2 separate regions of the Mus musculus genome follow, and region 1 is linked to region 2. Evidence: chromatin contacts called from public ChIA-PET data. All regions are on one chromosome and are shown on one strand. The core of a region is the stretch at or near the end of the contact, and the rest is flanking DNA. Distances in the headings are between cores, read along the strand shown. Region 1 holds the start of Hemgn (hemogen). Region 2 overlaps Xpa (xeroderma pigmentosum, complementation group A).

Region 1 (5,378 bases), core at 355-2,854, 220 kb after region 2:
ATGCTTTTATTTACTTATTTATTTTTATTTATATGAGTACACCGTAGCTGTCTTCAGACACACCAGAAGAGAGCATCAGATCCCATTACAGATGGTTGTGAGCCACCATGTGGTTGCTGGGACTTGAACTCAGGACCTCTGGAAGAGCTGTCAGTGCTCTTAACCACTGAGCCATCTCTCCAGCCCTTTTAATGCTTTTACTATCAGATTCTGCCCTTAGGATTGTGTTTAAAATGTTTTTGGGAGGCTGGAGAGGGAGGGAGTGCCCTGGGACCAGGACTCTTACTCTTAGGGCATCAGTTCCCTTTCTTTCTCTCTTCTCTCCTTTCTCTCTCTCTCTCTCTCTCTCTCTCTCTCTCTCTCTCTCTCTCTCTCTCTCTCTCTCTCCCTACCTCCCTCCTTCTTTCCTTCTTCCTTCCTTCCTTCCTTCCTTCCTTCCTTCCTTCCTTCCTTCCTTCCTTTCTTCTCTGAGAGTGCTGGGAATTTAACCTAGGCCCTCACACATACTAGGCAAGCATTATGCTACCGAGCTATATTCCCAGCTCAGGGATTTTTGATGGATAAAAATTATATTTTTACCAACCTCTAGTTAAGTTTATATTTTCTTCAAAGTGCGGATGTGAGTAAAAAGTGGTTTTAGCAGTGTGTCACTTTATCACTCAAAGAAATGACAGGAAATTTTTTCCTACACGACACTGCAATTCTTGCATGTAGCTTCCATGTGATCGCTTGCAGATACTGATTCTTTGGATTTGATACTATGTATGACATGACTTAACACACCTTTAAATAAACACATATATCGCTATATCACGATTTTTAACAGTGTCGATAACTATCTTAATAAAACGATGGCCTTTGTGATCCTGTGTATTTAAGCTTTTTTTATTCCAAGAAAAAGTCCATAGGTTCACTAGAAGCTAAAAGTTTTCAAACTGTGCCCTAGGATAATTCAGAGCCCAGGGTTCCACATAGCATTTTGAGAAATGTTACTTTAGAATAGACCTTAAGGTAAATTAGAAGCCAAAAGAGTAAGCATTTGGACATGTCAGACCCTAGTGGAGATCCCTGTTGCCACATCCTTCCCAGTGTCTCAGGCCGGGAGGAGCAGGACCCCTCTTGCCACAGCTGCTCAGCCCTGGGTGTCTCCACTGTTTCCCATTTCAGAGAATTTCTTACTAACAATTTCTTTATTGCCCCTTGTGTTTCTCTAGACTGTTACGCAGCTCAGTGCGTCAGGCCCATCTTCCCATGGATGCAGCCCGTTGCCCCTTTCGTCTGACCAGGACCCAAACGACTAAAAAAGTAAATCTCCCCAGCAGCCCCCACTCCTTACCTGGAGCACAGGACTTCTGTGGGTGAGCTTCAGGCATCTGGGGGAGCTTCAGACGAGGTCGGCCCTTCCCCATGTCCATCTTGCCACGATGCCTTCTTGGTATTGGCTTTGACTTCACAAGCAGCCTAAAAGCTTTTTGAAAATATCAAGACCAACACTTCAAAAGAAGATGAAGAAAAAAAAAAGCCACAGACACACACATTCAAGTTTGCTTGTCACTTCCCGCCTAAAAGTTTTATCTGGTTAGACCACAGCTGTGGGCAAATTCCACTTTCTTTATCACACTGCACAGGTGTGAGGGGGAAATGGCTGGCACTGGCCCTGTGAAGCTTCGAGCTCACTGTTTATACAGGGAACCCCCCCCCCCATGACACAGTCTAGCGTGTGTAACCTCCCACTCGGCAGCCATGTAGGTCTGTGTGCCAGTGTATGCCTGGGTTCCTTTTTAGGACACCAAGTGGCTGTGCCATTCCAGGCTGTGGCCAGGATGGCTTTTTTCATGAATGGAGGTGGCCATGTATAGGGAGATCCCAGGGTTTAGGCTCTGACCAACTCAGTGGCCCAGAGCAACCCACATCCCTTTCCTGTGCCTCTATTTGCAAAATGAGTGAACAGCCACTCTTGCCTGTTTCATACACTTCTTATGAAAGGGAAGCTTATAGAGTTAGCTATTGATTACTCTTCCTAGGTAGGCTGTTGATTAATCTTCCTAGGTGTGGCTATGTTTTCACCATAAACTGTTGCAAGTTATCAGCAAGCCTTGTTGTTATGACCCTAGAGTAGACAGTAGACGCATAGCCCTAACTAGGCTAACAAAGCTAATCTCCACTGCTCACCAGTCAGAATAAATAGTGAAGCTCGCTGTTAACAGACCCAGGGGTGGACAGGGTGGGGAAGAGCCTCTCTGAGGGAAAAGACCTGGCATTATGTTCCAGAAATGAAGTTGAAATCAAAGGAACTGCTCTATCGCCATCAGATAGGTGGATTGAAGACAATAGGCACAGGGGACCATGGCTCAGCCAAGGAGGGAACATGGAGGCCAAGGTCAGGAGACACAGGGCCCATTGTGTTCTGGAGACAGACTGAGAGGGAAAAGGTTTGAGTTCCAGAGCCACCCTAGTTCAAGTTAGCCAGGAGCCAGATCAGACCTGGAACATGGAGACAGTAGCCTTGGCTTTGTGGATTCCCAGGAACAGTCACATCTACTCAGCCATGCAAGACATCTTCCATATGCCCAGTACATTGATCAATGGTACCTTTGGTATCCAACATACTGAACATCAATAAATGTTAGCTGCTTTATTATTAATAAGGATATGGGTGCAGCACAGTGACACACACTGCTATTCTGCCACTTGGCAGGTACAGGCAGAAGGGTCAGGAGTTCAAGGCTATCCTCAGCTGTATAAGAAGTTAGGGGCCGGGCGTGGTGATGTTAATCCCAGCACTCAGGAGACAGAGGCAGGCGGATTTCTGAGTTTGAGGCCAACCTGGTCTACAAAGTGAGTTCCAGGACAGCCAGGGCTATACAGAGAAACCCTGTCTCGAAAAACCAAAAAAAAAAAAAAAGTTAGGGGCCAGCCTGGGCTACATGAAAACTTCTCCATCTCTGCCCTCTACCTCTCCAGGCACCTTCTCTCTCTTTATGCACACATGTACTATATACCTTCTCTATGTTATATGTGTATATAAGAAAACACATAGAAAGGCTGTAATTGGGGTTAGGGTATAGGGGATTTTCGGAGAGGAAACTAGGAAAGGGGCTAGCATTTGAAATGTAAATGAAGAAAACATCTAATAAAAAATAATTAGATACTAAAAAAAGAAAGAAAGAAAGGCTGTAATTAGCAGAGTGTGGTGGCACACATGCATTTCGTAGTTTAAACTATAACTTGATCTGCCAAACTCTACTTTCCTTCCTTATTCTTGTTTGCTTGGGACAGGATCGCCTTACACCGCCCAGGCCGACCTCAACTCACCATCCTCCTGTCCCAACTTCCTGAGTGCCAGGATTGGGGATGTGTGTCACCGTGCTAGCTGAGAAAAAAGCTTTGAAACATTCTGAAAAGGATTGACAATGGCACAGCAGACACCTGAGTGCCCACCACTAAAGGGTTTGCTACCTTGGTAGCAAACAAGCAAGATTTACACCTCCTTCTGTTCCTTACCTCTCCATCTTGCAAGTCAACTATGGAAAGTTCAGGTAGCTCCCATGGGAGCTAGTCAGTGGGACCTCATGGAGAAGAAGTTTCTAATATACCTCTTAAATGTTTTTGACTTTTATATAGAGGATTAAAGGCTTCAACATAATCTTTGAAAATTATGTTTTATAATCTAGACCAGCATTTTAAATGTTGTAAGCTCTTTGTTTGATTTCTGGGTTTTGTTTTGTTGTTGTTTGGGGTTTTTCCCTGGTATTGTGTTCTTTTGGTCTGGTTTGGTTTTTATTCGTTTGTTTGTTTGTTTGTTGAGACAGGGTATCTCTCTATAGCTCTGGCTGTCCTGGATAGCACTATGTTGACCAGGATAGCCTTGAACTCACAGAATTCCACCTGCTTCTGCCTGCTGAGATTAAAGTTGTATGTCACCATATCTGGCCCTAGAATGTTTTAATTTTTAATAGTTGGGTGATAGTTCAATAAAAAAATAGAATCCTTGTGAGAATGCCTTCCGAGGATGGCAAAACTACTTCTTAATCAGATTTCCTTCTGAGTTCTTGACACCTGTTCAGTTCAGGGATGGAGCAGACTGGACAGGATGTCCACTCTGTGCTATCTACCTTCTGAGCAAAATTGTCAGGCCACAGAGGTGGCCAATATAGTCTCTGAGGTCTTCGTACTTTAAAGGGACAGAGTACATTGTTTTTTAAAATCATGGTTTCATGTATCCCAGGTTGGCCTTGAACCCAGTATGCAACTGGAGTTGAGTTTGGAATGTCTGACCCTTCTGTCTCCCCCTCCAATGCCAGAAGTACTGAAATTATAGTACCCAGATTATCTGGTGCTTCATGAATGCTAGCTGAGTACTCTACCAACTGAGCCAAATTGCCAGCCCAAGGACACATCTTTATTGGAAGGACATAGAACATAGATCCTTTGTGCTCCAAGACAACTCCCCAAGGCCATTCTCTGTGACTGTATCTAGAAGAGGTGTGAGGAGAGACTCTGGAGGGTGGGGTCTCAAGTTGACAACCAACTGAGGGTGGAGGGAGCAGTGGAGACACTTTGGAGAGACCTAGATTGGAAGTCAGGCAAGGTGTCTCTGATGTGATAAGTGCCAAGAGCGGGAATTTGGGACAGAAATAGCTATTCTGTTCTTCTGCAAGCCCTAGCGTACAGCCCTTCTGTGTCTAACTCTATTACCGAGTGTGAGAGGAGAGGCCAAGCAAGCATCGTACCCACAAGGCCAGGTCTTTATAACAAGGGTGCCTTATTCTAGAAATATGTGCATATGTATATAAACCCTCTCTCTAGGTCACAAGCTCTTGGCAGGATGGGCAATTACCAGCCCCAAGTCACCTGTCTGTCCCCATAGCATGATCTTAAAGGAGGCTTGGTCCCAGTCATCTCCACCATGCCCTCAGTTCTGTGTGCAGACAGCTTCCTCGGGTGAGATGTTCCGCTGCTGTGAGTTACAGTGCCACCAGCTGTTCTAGAATGCTTTTTATCATCATTCATCAATGGGCAGCTCTCAGCAAACTGAGGTAGGAAGGTGAAGAGTGTAAGGCCAGCCTGGGCTACTAGTGAGACCTGTAGCTGGGCAGTGGTGGCGCACGCCTTTAATCCCAGCACTTGGGAGGCAGAGGCAGGCAGATTTCTGAGTTCGAGGCCAACCTGGTCTACAGAGTGAGTTTCAGGACAGCCAGGGCACAGAGAAACCCTGTCTCAAAAAACAAACAAAAAACAAATAAACAAAAAACAAAACAAAACAAACAAACAAACAAAAAACCTAAAAAAAGGAAGTCCCTGACGTTATGTAGTTTGTAAATTGGTCTTTTGTTTGTTTGATTTTTGAGACAGGGTTTCTCTGTATAGCCCTATCT
Region 2 (5,842 bases), core at 2,908-5,407:
ACTGTTACAAGTCCGAGACTACATGAACCTTGTCCTGAGAAAACAAGAGTAGAGCCCAAAGAAAAGCTGTTTCAACACAAACATCCCCTATTTATATGCCACAAACAGCTCTCAGCTAAGACGTCTGCGTATACTAGAAGCACTGAGTAAAACACCCGATGTTGTGTGTGTTAGGTACAGAAAGGAAGGACTTCAGTGGAGACTATCAGCTCCCTCAAGGATGGGCAGCAGCTCTCATGTGTGTCCTTTATCTCCTAAGAAGTATTTTTCCCACAAGCAATCAGCCTGAGTCTCACGGAGCAGAAACAAGATGCTGAACAGTCCAAGAGCAAAAGAGAAGAGCTGAGGGGCAACATTAAAGGCGACACCCCAGCAGATGGGAATGAGGGGAGACACAGGAACAACACATGAGAAACATTTTCATAATCACTTTTTTTTTTTGTTTTTCAAGACAGGGTTTCTCTGTGTAGCCCTGGCTGTCCTGGAACTCACTTTGTAGACCAGGCTGGTCTTGAACTCAGAAATCCGCCTGCCTCTGCCTCCCGAGTGCAGGGATTAAAGGTGTGTGCCACCACGCCCGGCTTTCATAGTCACCTTTTAAGAGTCTCAATTATGATCAGCTTTTAGTTACAGAGAAAAGTTCTCAGGCACACAAAGATTTGAAGGAATCACAGTGTTTGCAAATAACTCAGGGCTTAATAAAGTGCATGCAAGTGTGAAAGGTTAGAGATGGCCAAATGCCAACACTTGGGCGGGGAGTGTGTATATACACACACACACATACATGTGGGGGGTATACATGTGTGTGCATGCGGATCACAATGGTGCACATGTATTGAAATCAGGACATCTTAGCAGGAGTAAGCTCTCTCCTTCCACCAGTGGGTTCTTCTGGGGACCAAACTCAGGGAATTAGGATTGGCAGCAAGCACATTTACCCACTGAGCCATTTCACTGCCCCCCCCCCCCAATCTTTCAAAGGTTTGTTGGTTCCACAACACTCGGGAGAGTAGCAATCAACTGTCTTCTGTGGAGTGTGAGTAAAACTGTTAGTGAGTGTGCAAAAGTGGGCCAGGTCTAGCAGACCTGGGGCAAGGAACTGGGGTGCGTGTGCTGCACAAAACTGGAGCCTAAGGGAGGCTGGACAACAAAGTGGTGAGTGGCTCGCCCTCTTGCTGCCTCCTAGTCTTGTTGGCAGTAGACTACACCTCCTGGAAAGAGAGCCTCAGGGACTGCTTACAATGTTCACCCAGAAAGATTTCCCCAAAATGCTTGTTGCAGTGAAAACTCAATCCACTTCAGAGTTTGTTTTTAGACTACACATTGCAAGAGACAGTCTGCAGTCAAAGGAACCCAGTGCTGCTGCTGCTGCTGCTGCTGCTGCTGCTGCTGCTGCTGCTGCTTCTGAGGGAGACCTACTACAGAGCTAGGTAAGGAGACCCAACACCTCTATGTGCGGGATGGAAAAGCAGGTGGGGCCCGTTCCCTGGAGGAAATAGATTACAAAGAAAGACAACACGAAGTTTTGATCTCAGCTCATGCTCCATAAACTAACAGGCTGGACTTACACGTCACAGGTTGCTCAGAGAAGGTCCTCAGTGTCACATGCATATCCATGGGACAGGTCAGTGTCCACAAATTCACAAGGGACCTCAAAACGGGATGATGTCCTTCCTGCCCCTTGCAGAGGTGGGGACAGTCATACTAACGAAGCCCACTGACTAGCTTCTAGGAGGAAAACCTCTAGTACTGAGCGCATGTAACATGCAAGAAACACCCACATTCCCACCTTATTTGAGGCAAAAAAGCCTGCAGACCAAAACTCCTGTGTAGGGCACCAGGTCGGGGCTCTTGTCTGCTGCTGGGTGGTGCACCCTTGGGAACACAGTTACCCTCCAGCTCGGAGATGTGGAACCTTGTCTGGATGTGCTTTACAGTATTCACACCTTTCTCTGTAGCAACCTCCACATTACAATGACTACCATAAAAATAAAAAAATATACAAAACTGTTGAGAGCAGGTGAATATAATTGCTTACCTTCCCATAAAGAAGAAAGCTTTGCGTCAGCTTCGCTGTGCATCAAGAGGAACCATGTCCCAATTCTTTCCAACTAAAAGCCTTTAGACTTGCTTTGTCTCCTCTCTGTTCTGAGCTCCTCGTTTCTACTCTACAGTCTACTCCACTCAGCCCTCTGTGGCCTAGTCAGGACAGGAACATATCCACCAAGTGCTAGAGTGAACGAATCAACAAGAACCACAGTTAAAGTTGGCGGCACACTGCACACCGAGCACCCAGAACTCACGGGCTCATCAGCAGAAGCAGGTAATGGCAGGCACTCACTCTCGAAGCCACCTCTAACATTTTCTTTTTTTTTTTTTCTCGAGACAGGGTTTCTCTGCGTAGCTCTGGCTGTCCTGAAACTCAGAAATCCGCCTGCCTCTGCCTCCCAAGTGCTGGGACTAAAGGCGTGCGCCACCACTGCCCAGCTCAAACATATTCTTGAAAAGCATGTTTCACTCAAACAAGAAATGAACTCAAAAGACATCAATCTTCAAAAAGGCCTCCGTGTCACTGGGACTCAGGAATAAGGAAAATCCATAAAGCTTGTCTAATACAGTGATCAAAAAGTAAATGCCAACTCAGTTCGTATTTTGAAAATTGTAGAAAATTTGTACAAATCCTAATAGAGTTGTATTAAAAAGGCAAGAAAAGTGTATCAAAATGTTTATATGACCTGTTGACCAGACCACAGAATTGGTATCTAAGGGAAAGTTACAGATAGTGTTCCTCCCCACTTTACAATACTAATTTCTAGTTAATGCTTACTCTTTTGTCCACATTTCATCATCTTCACCAGCGTATTATCTGAGGGAAGGGTCCAGTTGATTTCTAGTAGTAGTTAAAACCCTGGACCTGAGCTCCAGAGATGGCTTGCACTACCATGACCTGAGAAAACCAGCTCAGAGGGCAGAAGTGCCAGGATGAGGAACCAAGTTTGAATCCCTCCCCCAACCAAAAAAGAGGGGGCAGGGGGAACGCCAAACAAAACAGTATGCTGCTCAGCTGGCTGCAACCTCAGCACCAGGAGATGGGAGGGGGACACAGGACACAGGAATCCTGGATGCTGGTAGCTCACAGGCCAGCCACCCAACGGCCAGCTTTAGGTTCAGTGAAAAGATCCGATTACAAAGGCATTAACCTTAGCCTTACGGCCTCTGGCTTCCACATGTGCAACACAGATGTGTGCACCTGCACCCAGAGCAGACTACTAGTCTGGAGACCACCTTTCACAGCCCTTCCTTAATCTGCTTTTTTACGGCTCTATCCTGTAATAGAAGCTCTGCTGTCAGAGGGAGGGGCTCGTGCTAAACAGAAGAGGGGAGAACTCTTGTCAGTGGGTCTTTGCTGGCATCTGAATGCTGGGACACAGCTGTGGCTGGCTTGGACAACGTTAACGACATACTCTTCTATAGAAGTCTCCTGAGGGACACCTCAGCTAAGCCTTCCACGTGGGCTTCCGACCTGCTCAGGAACTAAGTCGCTTGTGCAAAGGGGTCTCACTGAGATTGTCTGTGTCCAACATCGCTACCATTTTGGGTTTAGAATGTGCAAGAGTCTGCACAGGGAAAAGGACTTGGTTGCTTAGTTGAGTGCCTGGATTTTTGCTATAAATGTTTTGGCACACGCCTTTAATCCCAGCACTCAGGAGGCAGAGGCAGGTGGATTTCTGAGTTCGAGGCCAGCCTGGTCTACAGCGTGAGCTCCAGGACAGCCAGAGCTATAACTGTTTAGTTAGGTTTGGGAGGCAGGTTTTGTTGTGGGGTTTTTTGGTTTTATGTTTTGAGCCAAGGACTCATTCTACAGCCCATGCTGGCCTTCAACTCACAATCCTCCTGCCTCAGCTTCCTGGGTACTAGGACTACAGACATGTACAGCACCTCCCCCCCTTTCTTTGTGTTTAAGCATGTGGGCTGCACCATTCACCCACAAAATCTCTTCTAAATTTTAAAATCATAAGAAAAATTAATATGGCTAGAATACTAGTTTGAAATGGATCATGTAAAGTATAACCCAAGCTACATTCAGGGCGCATATTACCTTAGTCACACTGCGCCACACAGGGACTCACACAGCCGCCACATGAAAGGCATGCTGGTTACTTCCTGCCGACTCCTCTTTGGGGATTTTGTTTACAGCCCCGAGTGCTCCTGCCACACTCTGCTCATCCCTGGTGTGGCTCCATTCCCAGCACACTGGGTTAGTGTCTCAAGTTTCCTTCCTGACACTCAACCCAGCACAGTGCTTGGCATATGGTAAAACTAGGTGTGTGCATGGATGGACAGACTTATGGAAATATCCACACATAGATACACACGTGGACAACGGATGCAGAGGCAGAACCAGCAGGGAGTGGAGGGCTGCATGGAGACAGATTCACAGACAGAAGAACGGCTCTGCATATGTATAATACATATACATATGTATATGCACATATACATATGAAGACTCAGGAAGAGAACCGGACAACTGTCCCAACAATGGAACACCACTCATCTTTCTGGGTTTATTAGTCATATTAAAATAAAGACATTCGGACTGATACCCATTGTTCCTTCTAGCTATTAAATCCAATGACTACGTAGTTCATGGTTTGTTTCAAGCAATGAGAGGTGGTTATTGGGAGTCTTGTTATTTTATGTTACTGTTATCTTAAACACTGCAGCCACTCAGGATCTGAGTGATGCCTAATCCCACTGTCCCTACCCCACCAGACACCACTGCTGTGCAAAAATGACTTACATGAAAACGATGGCCTTTATTAATGAGGTACCGTGAGGGTTGACCCAAGCCTCATACACCAAAGCACGCAGGCCAGCGTTCACGCCCCTCTCCTTACCTACAGAGACTGTGCTCTGTGATCTCCGTGACAGGAAATCCGGCCACTTACCTTTTACTTTTTTATCAAACTTCTTCTGCTTCATTTTTTCTCGGTTTTCCTGCCTCACTTCCTTTGCATCTTCCAGAGCTTCCTGGCTACCCCACACTTCAAGAGCCCGCTTTACCACCTATAACACAGGAAAGAGCCCAGTCAGCTGGGGTTCAGAGAGGTACAGTAGGAAGTCCTAACTGTCGAGCTCACAGATGTCATTAAGTCACACCAGGAGCAAAACCATGGAATGTAACAGTTGAAGGATCCCCTTTAGGTCCCACTTTTTCCAGAAGGAGTTGAAATACAAGTTCAGAAAATATAAATGAAGAAAAGATTCAACAAGAAAGAACATGTAAAATCCAATCATGAGGTCAAGAGAGGCAGGCAATGCTAGCAGAGTCTGTGCCCTGGCATTTCCCTGCCTGTGCCACCTGAGCCGGGTACGGGAGGCTGAAACAAAGCACTAAGGGAGAAGAAACCCTGGGCTGCTTTCATTAGGATCGTGTTTTATTTATTTTGAATGGCACTTAAGATGAATGGTGAACTTCTGAATCAATAATCATATTTAATGAAATCCAGTGTATGTTTCTCAATGTGGCTTGATTTTATGTGTAGTTGAGGAAACTTCTAGCACATTCCTGTACAAACAGCTCTAAAGCAGTGTCTCTACACATTTTCATATAATGGTGCAAACACTGTCATAGTCAAGCCGTTCTGGAGTAGATACGGGAGGACACGTGTCTCTAAGCAGTAGGCCCAGGTGCCGGAGCACAGTGTAACCTGATCACAGCAGGGGCCGAGATCTGCCCTGCGCTGCACCAGTTACTGGGACACTCCAGCATCCAACTTATATCCCCAAGAGTCAGAGCCCAGGCATCTGTGAAGGAGCGGAAATGCCCATGCCCGCTCTT

Evidence for each region. ChIA-PET counts read pairs in DNA pulled down with a chosen protein or histone mark.
Region 1: a contact with region 2 is called in an RNA polymerase II ChIA-PET map of memory CD8 T cells, with 7 read pairs. The contact joins the promoter of Hemgn here to the enhancer-like site in region 2. A contact is called at or near these places in 4 of 39 promoter capture datasets (the HPC-7 cell line, erythroid cells, macrophages and 1 more), 2 of 484 Hi-C or Micro-C datasets (cerebral cortex and muscle stem cells), 1 of 115 datasets of contacts at active chromatin or transcription factors (memory CD8 T cells) and 2 of 9 other capture datasets (liver and pancreatic islet).

The regions. Positions count from the first base shown.
Region 1 is chr4:46,402,579-46,407,956 of GRCm38.p6, forward strand. It overlaps Hemgn (hemogen), which reads right to left and starts at 1,605. Exons shown (of 4, transcript NM_053149.2): 1 at 1,337-1,605. The coding sequence starts at 1,415.
Region 2 is chr4:46,178,169-46,184,010 of GRCm38.p6, forward strand. Xpa (xeroderma pigmentosum, complementation group A) reads right to left here. Exons shown (of 6, transcript NM_011728.2): 5 at 4,950-5,067. Among named protein-coding and RNA genes, the nearest start is that of Xpa, 15 kb to the right of the region's middle. Within about 2 kb of position 4,158, at least 16 of the 459 cell types and tissues checked have an H3K27ac peak or open chromatin away from gene starts, as enhancers often do. A contact at or near this core is called in memory CD8 T cells, where this site is marked.